Linked DNA regions of Muntiacus reevesi: region 1 is linked to region 2. The links are chromatin contacts, called in public Hi-C maps. All regions are on one chromosome and are shown on one strand. Each heading gives the region's core, a stretch centred on a gene start, on an enhancer-like site or on the middle of the called end of the contact. The rest is flanking DNA. Distances are from core to core; before and after follow the strand shown. Region 1 holds the start of RMDN3 (regulator of microtubule dynamics 3). Region 2 holds the start of RPUSD2 (RNA pseudouridine synthase domain containing 2).

Region 1 (5,219 bases), core at 837-3,336, 140 kb after region 2:
GCCCTGCTGCCCAAATCCCAGGCAGTCAATACTTACCACATAGCAAAACTGAAACTGAGCTTACTCAAATTCTGATCTTGCACTTCACAAAGAACAGCAAAGAACACTCTTTCCTCTCAAGAGCTTCATTTAGTATTATCAGAGAGTGGCAAGGTAAACAGAAGCAGTCACTGAGAGAAAAGGTACAGTGGGAAAAACCCACCCAAACCCCAATGGAAAAAAACATCATCGCCAAGCCCTGAATTGAGATCTAAGCAAATTCTAAAAGTAAACGCTAGAAAACTGATACCTAAGACAAGTGGACTGGGAAATGTAAAAACAGGAAAGAAACCAGAAAGGCAGGACCCACAGTCCAAGCAAGCATAAAGCTGTTAAAGGAAATCTAGTAACAATAAAGGCTAGATTACTGTACAGACCCAACAATGTTCCAGTATGTAAAGCAAGATCCCTGGGAGTGTGGCCACCATCTCCCAACCTCAGTAGAAGAAAGACTACAGCTAAGAAATTACAAACCAACAAATAAAATAGGAAAAGAAAGGAAGGGTAAGCACATTTGCAGCACTAGGTTACTACCAGCTTATAAAATGCTGACAGACAATTGCAATCTAAGGTGAAAACTCTTAAGACTCTTCGAAAACTAACTTTTCCGAACCATCTGGCATTTGGTCATCAGAGGAAACATGTGTTCCCAATGAACATGAGGCAAGATGACTTGAGTGCTCTTCTATCACACACACATGAGGGCAGTGGTTTGGCCGAGCCCTAGATGCCTTGCTCTGATTAACATTAAAGTTTTCCAAAACTGTAAGTACTAACCATTTGTGGCTGGCTCTCAGCCACATTCAGCTTCAACTGCAGTAAGTGCACTCCCGACCCCATGCTGTGGGAACTCCACAGGACCAGGTGACCAGGCCCAATCCTGCCACTTACTGTGACAGCCTCGGCAAAGTTACACAACTTTTTTCAACCTCAACTTACTCATAAGGAGGATTAAAAAACACACACACACACACAACTTGAACTATACAGTCTTCAAGGTGCCTTCGAATGTTAATGTTAACCTAATTTAACACATAAGCCTCAAGAAATTTTAATTCCTCCGAGACTAGTTTCTCTTTTTACTTTCTTTTGGGCCTTTCCTCTACTTATTAAACACCTCAACCACACTAAGCAAGTAACTTTAATACATACACAGCACTTCTGCGGCCAGAACTAAAAGTGAAAGCTAAGCCTTTTCACTATATACTTTCCTGCGATTACAGGAAAAAGACGACAGTGGTGGAAGACTGCTTTTCCTTTTCGATAAACTTTCCCCAAACTTGAAAAGAAACTCTTGGGCCCCGCACCCACCCCTCCTAATTTTTCCTCTGTTGTCCTGCCCTGCAGGTTCTGCTACAAGCAGCCCCGACCCCAAGCCCACCCCTCAACAGTCCCTGAGGCCTCAATAGCCCCGCTCCTACCTTGGCGTCCAGGCTCTGAAGTCTGCGTGTAATCCAGAGAGTTGGACCGACTCTGGCTCTGGCCGCGGCGCTGGGTCCGTTTCCACCGCTGGCTGTAAAGGGCACACAGGAATCCAAGGCCCGCGGCGGTGCCCAGCAACAGTCCGAGCCCGGCGCGTGCGCCACCCAAGGTCCCCAGACTAGACATGCTACACCTGCAGCCCGCGTGAGCCACCAGGAGCAAGCGGGCGAAAGAAACGAGAGAGATTCGTTGAGTGTGGTCCACCCATCGCCAAAGCCGAACCCTTGAAGATACCCTCCCTGCCCAGGCCCCAAGCATTCGCCACCCTCACCCTAGTCCCGACCTTAAGGTTTCTGCTAGCCCCCAGGCCTGACTACCACGCCGCCCACCCGGCCCTCCGCAGCCTACCCTCCAACACGCCCCCTAACCCTGATACCGGAGTCAGGTCGACGGCTTCCAACTCCTCCTCCAGCCTCACGACACTGCAGACCGCAAACCCGCCGCCCTGGCACAAACCGCTGGCCTTCCCGCCGCGCACTTTGAAGGCGCCCAGCCTGCCTGGACCTCAACTCAGACTCTTACCCTGCTGCTAGCTACTTTGGCGAAGGCCGCGGCTTCTCTGTCAATGACCGTGACGTCATCAAACGGTGCCAACTAGCTGCCTCGCTCGCCTATAAGAAGGCAGGGGGTTGCGCAGACCTTCGAGACTCCACCTCTTGGCCAGGGTTTTCTCTAGGGGGCGGGGCCACAGGCACAGTCAGAGGGGCGGAGCCAGCAGAGATCTCGAAAGGCGAACCGAGAATGGGTTAGAAGCCGAGTAAAGGGGGACCCGGCTTCCCAGCTGGCGCCGCTAGTGGTAAAAAAAACCTGCCTGCCAATGCAGGAGATGTAAGGAGATGTTCGATCCTTGGGTCAGGAAGATCCCCTGGAGGAGGGCATGGCTATCCACTCCAGTATTCTTGCCTGGAGAATCTTAGACAGGAGCCTGGAGGGCTACAGCCCATAGTGTCGCATAGAATCGGACACAACTGAGCGAATTAGCACGCACAAACGGGGGAAAGCTGAGAGATTCCGTGGAGTGGATGCTCAGAGCAGTAACTCCATGGTCTGGCCAGCTGAGGTTCCATTTTCCTCCAGTCACACCAGGTTACAGCTGAGGTTCCATTTCCCCAATCACACCAGGTTACTTAGTGTTCCCGGAATGTGCTCCGCATACTCAACGTTTCTACCTTTTCCACTACTGCTCTTTCTGTCTTGAACCCCTACCTGGAAAACGCCACCCCTCTCCACCTTTCCTTAACCCTCGGTCAAAACTCAGACTTTATTTGATTTCAGCTCAATTTGTTTACGTATTTTTACTCAAATCATTTACTAATCTCAACGCAATAGTGCCTTTGGCAATTCAATTTAAAACAGGTAAGTTGTTGGTTATCCACAACAGGCCCTGAGTCCCCAGGGCCAGCTTCTGTCAGTTGACATCTGAAAAACTTACATTGTAGATGCACACCCCATCATTTAAAAAAAAATCTTAAACCTTAAATTGTCGTTGTAACATTAAACAGGGACAGGCTTATAAAAACTGTTTTTAATATCCAGAATGAAAATTAAATTCATTAAATTAATTCCTCTAATGATAACATTTTAAATGTTTGCATGAGGCTGAAACTTGAGTTGATCTCTGATTGCTTAAATTGGTTGATAGCATTTCAGATTTTGTTTTAACCATTTTTTTCTACCACCTGTGACTTGTACTTTTATAAATCTATTTTACTCCTGTGGTTTTATGCAACTTGTAGTGTTAGAAACTAAAAAAAAGAGAATCACCTGCTTTCCAATTGTTATGACTCTGTGCTTCCTCTGCTGGGGGCTCAGGTTCTACCCCTGGATGGGGAACTAAGATCGAACAAGCCCTGCAGTACAGGTCAAAAATTAATTAATTACTTAAAAAGTAAACAACACATAGGGACTTCCCCGGTGGTCCAGTGATTAACAATCTGCCTTCCAATGCGGGAGACATAGCTTCCATCCCTGGCCAGGGAACATCTTAACATCCAACATGCCAAGGGAACCCTCTTAAACTGTAGGTGGGAATGCAAACTAGTACAGCCATTATGGAGAACAGCGTGGAGATTCCTTAAAAAACTGGAAATAGAACTGCCATATGACCCAGCAATCCCACTCCTGGGCATACAGACCAAGGAAACCAGATCTGAAAGAGACACGTGCACCCCAATGTTCATCGAAGCACTGTTTATAATAGCCAGGACATGGAAGCAACCTAGATGCCCATCAGCAGACGAATGGATAAGAAAGCTGTGGTACATATACACAATGGAGTACTACTCAGTCATTAAAAAGAATTCATTTGAATCAGTTCTAATGAGATGGATGAAACTGGAGCCCATTATACAGAGTGAAGTAAGCCAGAGAGAAAAACACTAATACAGTATACTAACGCATCTATATGGAATTTAGAAAGATGGTAATGATAACCCTATATGCAAGACAGAAAAAGAGACACAGATGTATAGACAGACTTTTGGATTTTATGGGAGAAGGCGAGGGTGGGATGATCTGAGAGAACAGCATCGAAACATGTATATTATCAAGTGTGAAACAGATCGCCAGTCCAGGTTGGATGCATGAGACAAGTGCTTGGGGCTGGTGCACTGGGGTGACCCAAAGGGATGGGATGGGGAGGGAGGTGGGAGGGGGGTTCAGGATGGGGAACACATGTAAATCCATGGCTGATTCATGTCAATGTATGGCAAAAACCACTACAATATTGTAAAGTAATTAGCCTCCAACTAATAAAAATAATTGGGGGAAAAAAAAGGCTTAATCACACATACAACACACGCACAAAAAAGATCCCACATGCCTTCGGGGCAACTAAGCCTGCACACCAAAACTACAGAGCCCATGCATCTTAAGGAAAGATCCCTGGTTAAGACAAAATGCAGTCAAAAATAATAAATACATATTTGAAAAAAATTAAAGACAAGATTTTTTATGGATTATGGTTCTAATTTTATTGTCAGCATTTCTTAAAAGTTAAATTTTAGTTTAGTGGGAGTCAAAATATCTAAACCAGTCCTCCCAAATCCTTGACTAGATATTATATTTATTTACTTTTTAATTGTGAGATATTTTACACATAGAGCAGTACATTTGGGACTTCTCTAAGTGGGCCAGTGGTTAAGAATCCGCCTGCTGATGCAGGAGACATGGGTTCAATTCCTAGTCCAGGAAGATTCCCCGTGCTGCAGAACAGCCAAGCCCTGTGTAACAACTACTGAGCCTGCACTAGAGAACAGCTCCTGCTCACCACAACTAGCGAAAGCCCTCACAATGCAATGAAGACCCAGCGCAACCAAAAATAAATAAAATTAATAAAATTTAAGAAAATTCCAGAGGCTGTGGTGAAGGCCTTTAAATAAAAAACTTCACCAATATCTGCTACTGATTTTTTTTTTCCAGCTACTCATTTTTAAGGATTCAGTTTCATTAGTATTAGTACCTCTTGAGATACACTAAGAGATTCAGTATGTTGTCTTGGTGGTGAGAAAGGAATGCTTTTAATATCTTTTCCATATTTTTCCTCATTTTTCTGAAATAAGCATGTATTTCTTTCATAATAAGAAAAAACTTAGTATTTTTACTTTGGAGGGAATAAAAACCTGTTTAATTAATTAATTCCTTAATGGAATTAATCTTTTCTTTCTTTGCCTTTGAGGCTTGGTTACCTCTATTACAAT
Region 2 (5,191 bases), core at 763-3,262:
CAAACACACACGCCGGAAACTCTTTGATAATTCCCCATTGCTCTTAAAGGCTTAAATTCTTATTGTAAATTAGGTAGAGTTCTTAGTTCAAACAATAGAGCTCATTCTAGCCAGTTTAAGCAGTAAAAGGGATTAATTAAAGCTGCTCTGTACAATATAAATTCTGTAATGATATAAATGTTCCGTATCTGAGTTGTCCAATAAGGTATCCACTAGTTTTATGTGATTCTTGAGCACATGAAATGCAGCTTCTGTAACTGAATAACTGAATTTTAAATTTTCTTTCACTTTAATTAATTTAAATAGCCACATATGGCTAATGACTATTCAGTTGACCACAGGATTAAAGTATATTAAACAGTAAACAGAATCTCAAGAGGGGCCAGAGTCAGACTTGGAGTCTATATAGCCAGGAGTTTCTAAACCTCAGTCCAGGACTTCTCAGGGAGCACCCAGTGCCACTCAATGTAGATACTGCAGCTGGGCACTGGACACAGGAACTTCCCCCTTGTGAGTCCCCAGTATAACTCCATATAGCAATATGCAGATCCCTCCAATGCTATCTTGTAGGACATGAATTCCACACTGCCTGCTTCCTCTGCTATTATGCCTCTAAACCAAAGGCCCTGCCTGATCAAAGGAGCCCAGGTGATGGATGCCCAAGTTGCTAGGGAGTCTGGGAAGGCCAGTTTCTAGATCCTACCTCTTGGAAACAGTACTTCATGTGGGAAATTCCCCACACAAAGAAGAGTGTTGAGAACACGCTAGATGTCCAAAGGGTATGAGAACAGTCTACTTTGCTTGGTTTATGTCAGTGCTTTCCAAACTTGAATATGCAGTCAGATCATCTGAGGATCTTGTTAAAATGGAGATTCTCACTCAGGGGCTGTGAAGGGAAGAGGAAAAAGACTTTGCAGTTCCAACAAGTTGCTGGATGTTTCCCACGTTGCTAATCCACAGACCACATTTTGAGCAGCAAGGCTTTATACAATTCCACAAGGACTCCCTCTCTAGACCTCTCTTATAGCTTTCTTCTTGTCTGTGTTTCAGACGCATTCTGAAAGACACTCTTTCCAAAAACAAACACAAAAAACTTTATTGAAATATAATTCACACTCCATAAGATTGACCCTTTTGTCATGTGGCTGGTTCTCAGAGGTCTTGGCTTATCTTGATTTGGCTGTTTCTGAGCCTGTTCTCCAGCTCTCTTATGAATCCTTTGAGGCACCAATATCCTTTCAATAATTCCATCTCTTATGAAGTTAACTGGAGTTGGTTTCAGTATTTTGCATTTAAGAATTCTGACAAATACATCTTCTGACCCACTTGGAATTTTAATCTCAGGACAGGACCACGTGGGAAGGCAAATGGGAGATCTCCAGTCCTCATGATGTTAAGGAGAAGGACAAATGTAAAAATATTTTTTTCTGGGGTGTGTGTGCTTAATTACATATATGACAGCTTTATTGAGTTACGAAAAGTGAAAGTCGCTCAGTAGTGTCCAACTCTTTGGGCGATCCCATGAACTGTAATGTAGCCTGCCAGGCTTCTCTGTCCATGGAATTCTCCAGATGAGAGTACTGGAGTGAGTTGCCAATTCCTTCCCCAGGGGATCTTCCCAACCCAGGGATTGAACCCGGGGCTGCTGCATTGCAGGCAGATTCTTTACCGTTTGAGCCACCAGGCAAGCCCTTATTGAGTTATAAGTCACAAAATATGCTTACCCTTTAAAATATACAACGCAGTGCTTCTTAGTACATTCAGAGTTTAGCAATCTTCATTTTGTTTTGTTTTGAAATATTAATAACTCTTTCAAGAGTTTTTCCAGAATAAAGGAACTTCGAGCATATCGACAAGGAATCTACACTTTTAATGAGTCATTCTTACAGCTCTCAACTCTTTCAGCTACCTCCTTCACGCCTGTTCTCAACGCGGTCCCGCCTCGGCACTAGGTCTCACTGATTGGTTGGTGCTGAGTGACGCCCTCAGATCGCGACCCAGAGGCCGCGGCCGCTGGGTCATGTGGCTGGGAGGCCGGTCGTGGCTCCCGGTTCTTGGGCAAGTGTGTTCCCGTCTCCGGTGCCTCGCATTTGCCAGGACTTGGGGTGCCTGTAGGGGACCCATGGCGGAAAGACTCTCGACCGGGGCTGAGGCAGCGAGCGGGCTGGGGGCTCCAGCTCAGCAAAACGGAGATGCGGGCGGCGACGCGAGGGGTGAGCAGCCCCCTGGGCACCCGGAGCCGGCGGGTTCAGAAGAGGAGGCGGTCTCGGGGGACGCGAAGCAGCCCTCAGGAAACGGGGAGCGGGCCCCGGCTGCAGCCCCGGGCCCTGGCAAGCGGAAGAAGCGGCGGGGCGCGGTTGGAGAGCGCATTGTGCCGCCGCCGAAGAAGCGGCGGGCAGGGGTTAGCTTCGGCGATGAACACTTTGCTGAGACCAGCTACTACTTTGAAGGCGGCTTGCGCAAAGTGCGGCCCTATTACTTTGACTTCCGGACTTATTGCAAAGGCCGCTGGGTGGGCCACAGCTTGCTGCACGTCTTTGGCACGGAGTTCAGAGCCCAGCCCCTGGCCTACTACGAGGCCGCTGTCCGGGCGGGACGCCTGCACCTCAACGAGGAGCCGGTACAGGACCTCAGCATTGTGCTCAAGGTGGAGTCCTGATGGGGCCTGCCCGAAAGGGGGCATGGTTTTTTCGGTTACTTGGGCATAGGTACCGGAGTAAATTCGGGGTCATTCTGAAGCGTTCTTGTTTTAACTTGTAACACTCTTTTACTGCTCCATTTCCGCAGGTAGACTGCCCATATGTTTCAGACCTCAGCCCCCTTATCCCTTCCATCAAAGCGACTTTGCTGTTTCCAAGGCACAGAAGTTGGAATTCTTGTGAAAGTGAAAGTTAGTCGCTCAGTCGTGTCTGACTCTGCGATCCCATGAACTGCCAGGCCTCTCTGTCCATGGAATTCTCCAGGCAAGAGTACTGGAGTGGGTTGCCAATTCCTTCTCCAGGGGATCTTCCCAACTCAGGGACTGAATCCTGGTCTCCTGCGTTGCAGCCATTCTTTACTGTTTGAGCCACCAGGGAAGCACCAGGAATTCTTACAGCTCCTTTTATGCAGTCTTGTGGCACTGGCACTGATGGCTTTCTGCCTTGCATTGTAGATCTCTGTACAAATAGTAATAATCGAGACTATCATTTATATCTCCTGACTGTGTGCTGGGCACAGCATTAAGCATTTTATGTACTTTAACATTTAATTCTAATGACAACCCTGTGGAGTAGATACTGTCACCTCATTTTACCTGTGAGGAAGTCGAGGAAACTAAGATCAACCTCATAGAGGTAAGACACAGTGCCACCTCCAACACCTGTGTTCTTATAAGTGAAGTGAAGTGAAAGTCGGTCAGTCATGTCCGACTCTTTGCAACCCCATGGACTATACAGTCCATGGAATTCTCCAGGCCAGAATACTGGAGTGGATAGCCTTTCCCTTCTGCAGGTGATCTTCCCAACCCAGGGATCGAACCCAGCTGTCCCACATTGCAGGGGGATTCTTTATCAGCTGAGCCACAAGGGAAGCCCGTGTTTTTATAACTTCCACTTGAATTATTTGTCCTAGAGCCTGATAGGATAGAACTGTGAAATGACAGAGATTGAAATTAGAATTTGTAGCCCAGTGCTTTGACCCTACTTTAAATTTCTATCACAGCTAAGAGGTACCAGACACTGTCATTAACTGCCTCACCATGGTTGTGAAGGGATGCAAGGCATTTGGAGAATGAGTGGTTTGAATCAGTCACAGTTTTGAAGCACAGGTCTGGACTGATGCTCACATTTTACAGATAAGGGAACTGAGGCCTAGAGAAGTTAAGTGACTTCCCTAAGAGCATGCAGTAAGCCTGTAGCAAATCCAGGTCTACAGCCCAAATCTCTGGACTTACAGCTTGGTGTTTGTTCAAGGTCACAATGAGTGATGGTGTATGGAGGATTTTCCCCTTCATTTTAGAAGAATATATTGTTAAATATAACTTTCTTGTAGAGAAAATACGAATAATCAGTACAGCAAAATCCATAATCACACTATCCAGAGATGTATGACATTTTAGGTGTATCCTTCTAGCTCTTTCTCAATGCCTGCTTTGCCTGTGTGTCTGTGTGTTTACAAAATAAGAATACACTGTGTATACTGCCTTTTCTGCTTAAGGATGTACTGTGACCATTCTTTCATCCAGTAAGGAAGATGGGGGGGAAGTTGTGTGTGAATTTGACTGATCATAGGTGGCTGGACCCTGGGCTGACCAGTTGCCTGTGTCATTGGCAGGACAATGACTTCTTACGGAACACAGTGCATAGGCATGAGCCACCAGTTACAGCAGAACCCATCCGCCTGCTAGCGGAGAACGAAGATGTGGTGGTTGTAGACAAGCCTTCTTCCATTCCTGTCCATCCCTGTGGCCGCTTCCGACATAACACGGTCATCTTCATCCTGGGCAAGGAGCACCAACTAAAGGAGCTACACCCATTGCATCGGCTTGATCGCCTTACCTCCGGGGTCCTCATGTTTGCCAAAACAGCAGCCGTCTCAGAGAGAATTCATGAACAGGTTCGGGACCGGCAGGTGAGCCAAACTGAGTTTGCCTCTTGCAGGCCACTTCTGGGCTCACAAATGCTCTGCATCGAAAGGGTGTCACCGAGTTCTAGATCTGAAGTGAGCCTCTGTGTTTATCTGCTCAAGCTTCCCATCTTCAGGAAGGTCAGCACCTAAAGTGCCAGAGACACGTTATTTTCTCTTAAGTTTCAAAGGATCTTTAGAGATAACATATACTACCTGTCTTGGTAATTTGCTGTTTTGAAAATTTTAAATGCCGACAGGCTGAGCAAGGTTTTTAAGACTGTGGAGAAAGTCTCCTTGGTGGAAAAATTCTGGATAGAGTTGGAAGAGGTTTGGGTAGAAGAGTTAAATAGTGGTGATTGTGGTCTTGAGACTTGTAATTCTGGATCTGATTATAATATATTTATTGTTTACTGTTTACCAGGCTCAATACCAAGTATGTTAGAGCCCAGCTGACTAAATCCTTGGAATAGCCCTGTTGAGATAAATGCTTTTCTAAGTAAACATTTTCTAGACAAGGGGTTTTAAAGAAGCTGAGTACTGTAACGTACCTAGGATTGTGCAACTGGCAAATGGTGGAGCTGGG

Evidence for each region. A called contact is a pair of places that touch in the nucleus more often than the background predicts.
Region 1: a contact with region 2 is called in a Hi-C map of muscle, with 9 times the contacts expected there. The contact joins the promoter of RMDN3 here to the promoter of RPUSD2 in region 2. A contact is called at or near these places in 2 of 3 Hi-C or Micro-C datasets (blood and muscle).

The regions. Positions count from the first base shown.
Region 1 is chr7:35,150,831-35,156,049 of mMunRee1.1, forward strand. It overlaps RMDN3 (regulator of microtubule dynamics 3), which reads right to left and starts at 2,087. Exons shown (of 13, transcript XM_065940155.1): 1 at 1,898-2,087; 2 at 1,461-1,654. The coding sequence starts at 1,647.
Region 2 is chr7:35,009,147-35,014,337 of mMunRee1.1, forward strand. RPUSD2 (RNA pseudouridine synthase domain containing 2) reads left to right here and starts at 2,013. Exons shown (of 3, transcript XM_065941082.1): 1 at 2,013-2,647; 2 at 4,315-4,611. The coding sequence starts at 2,021.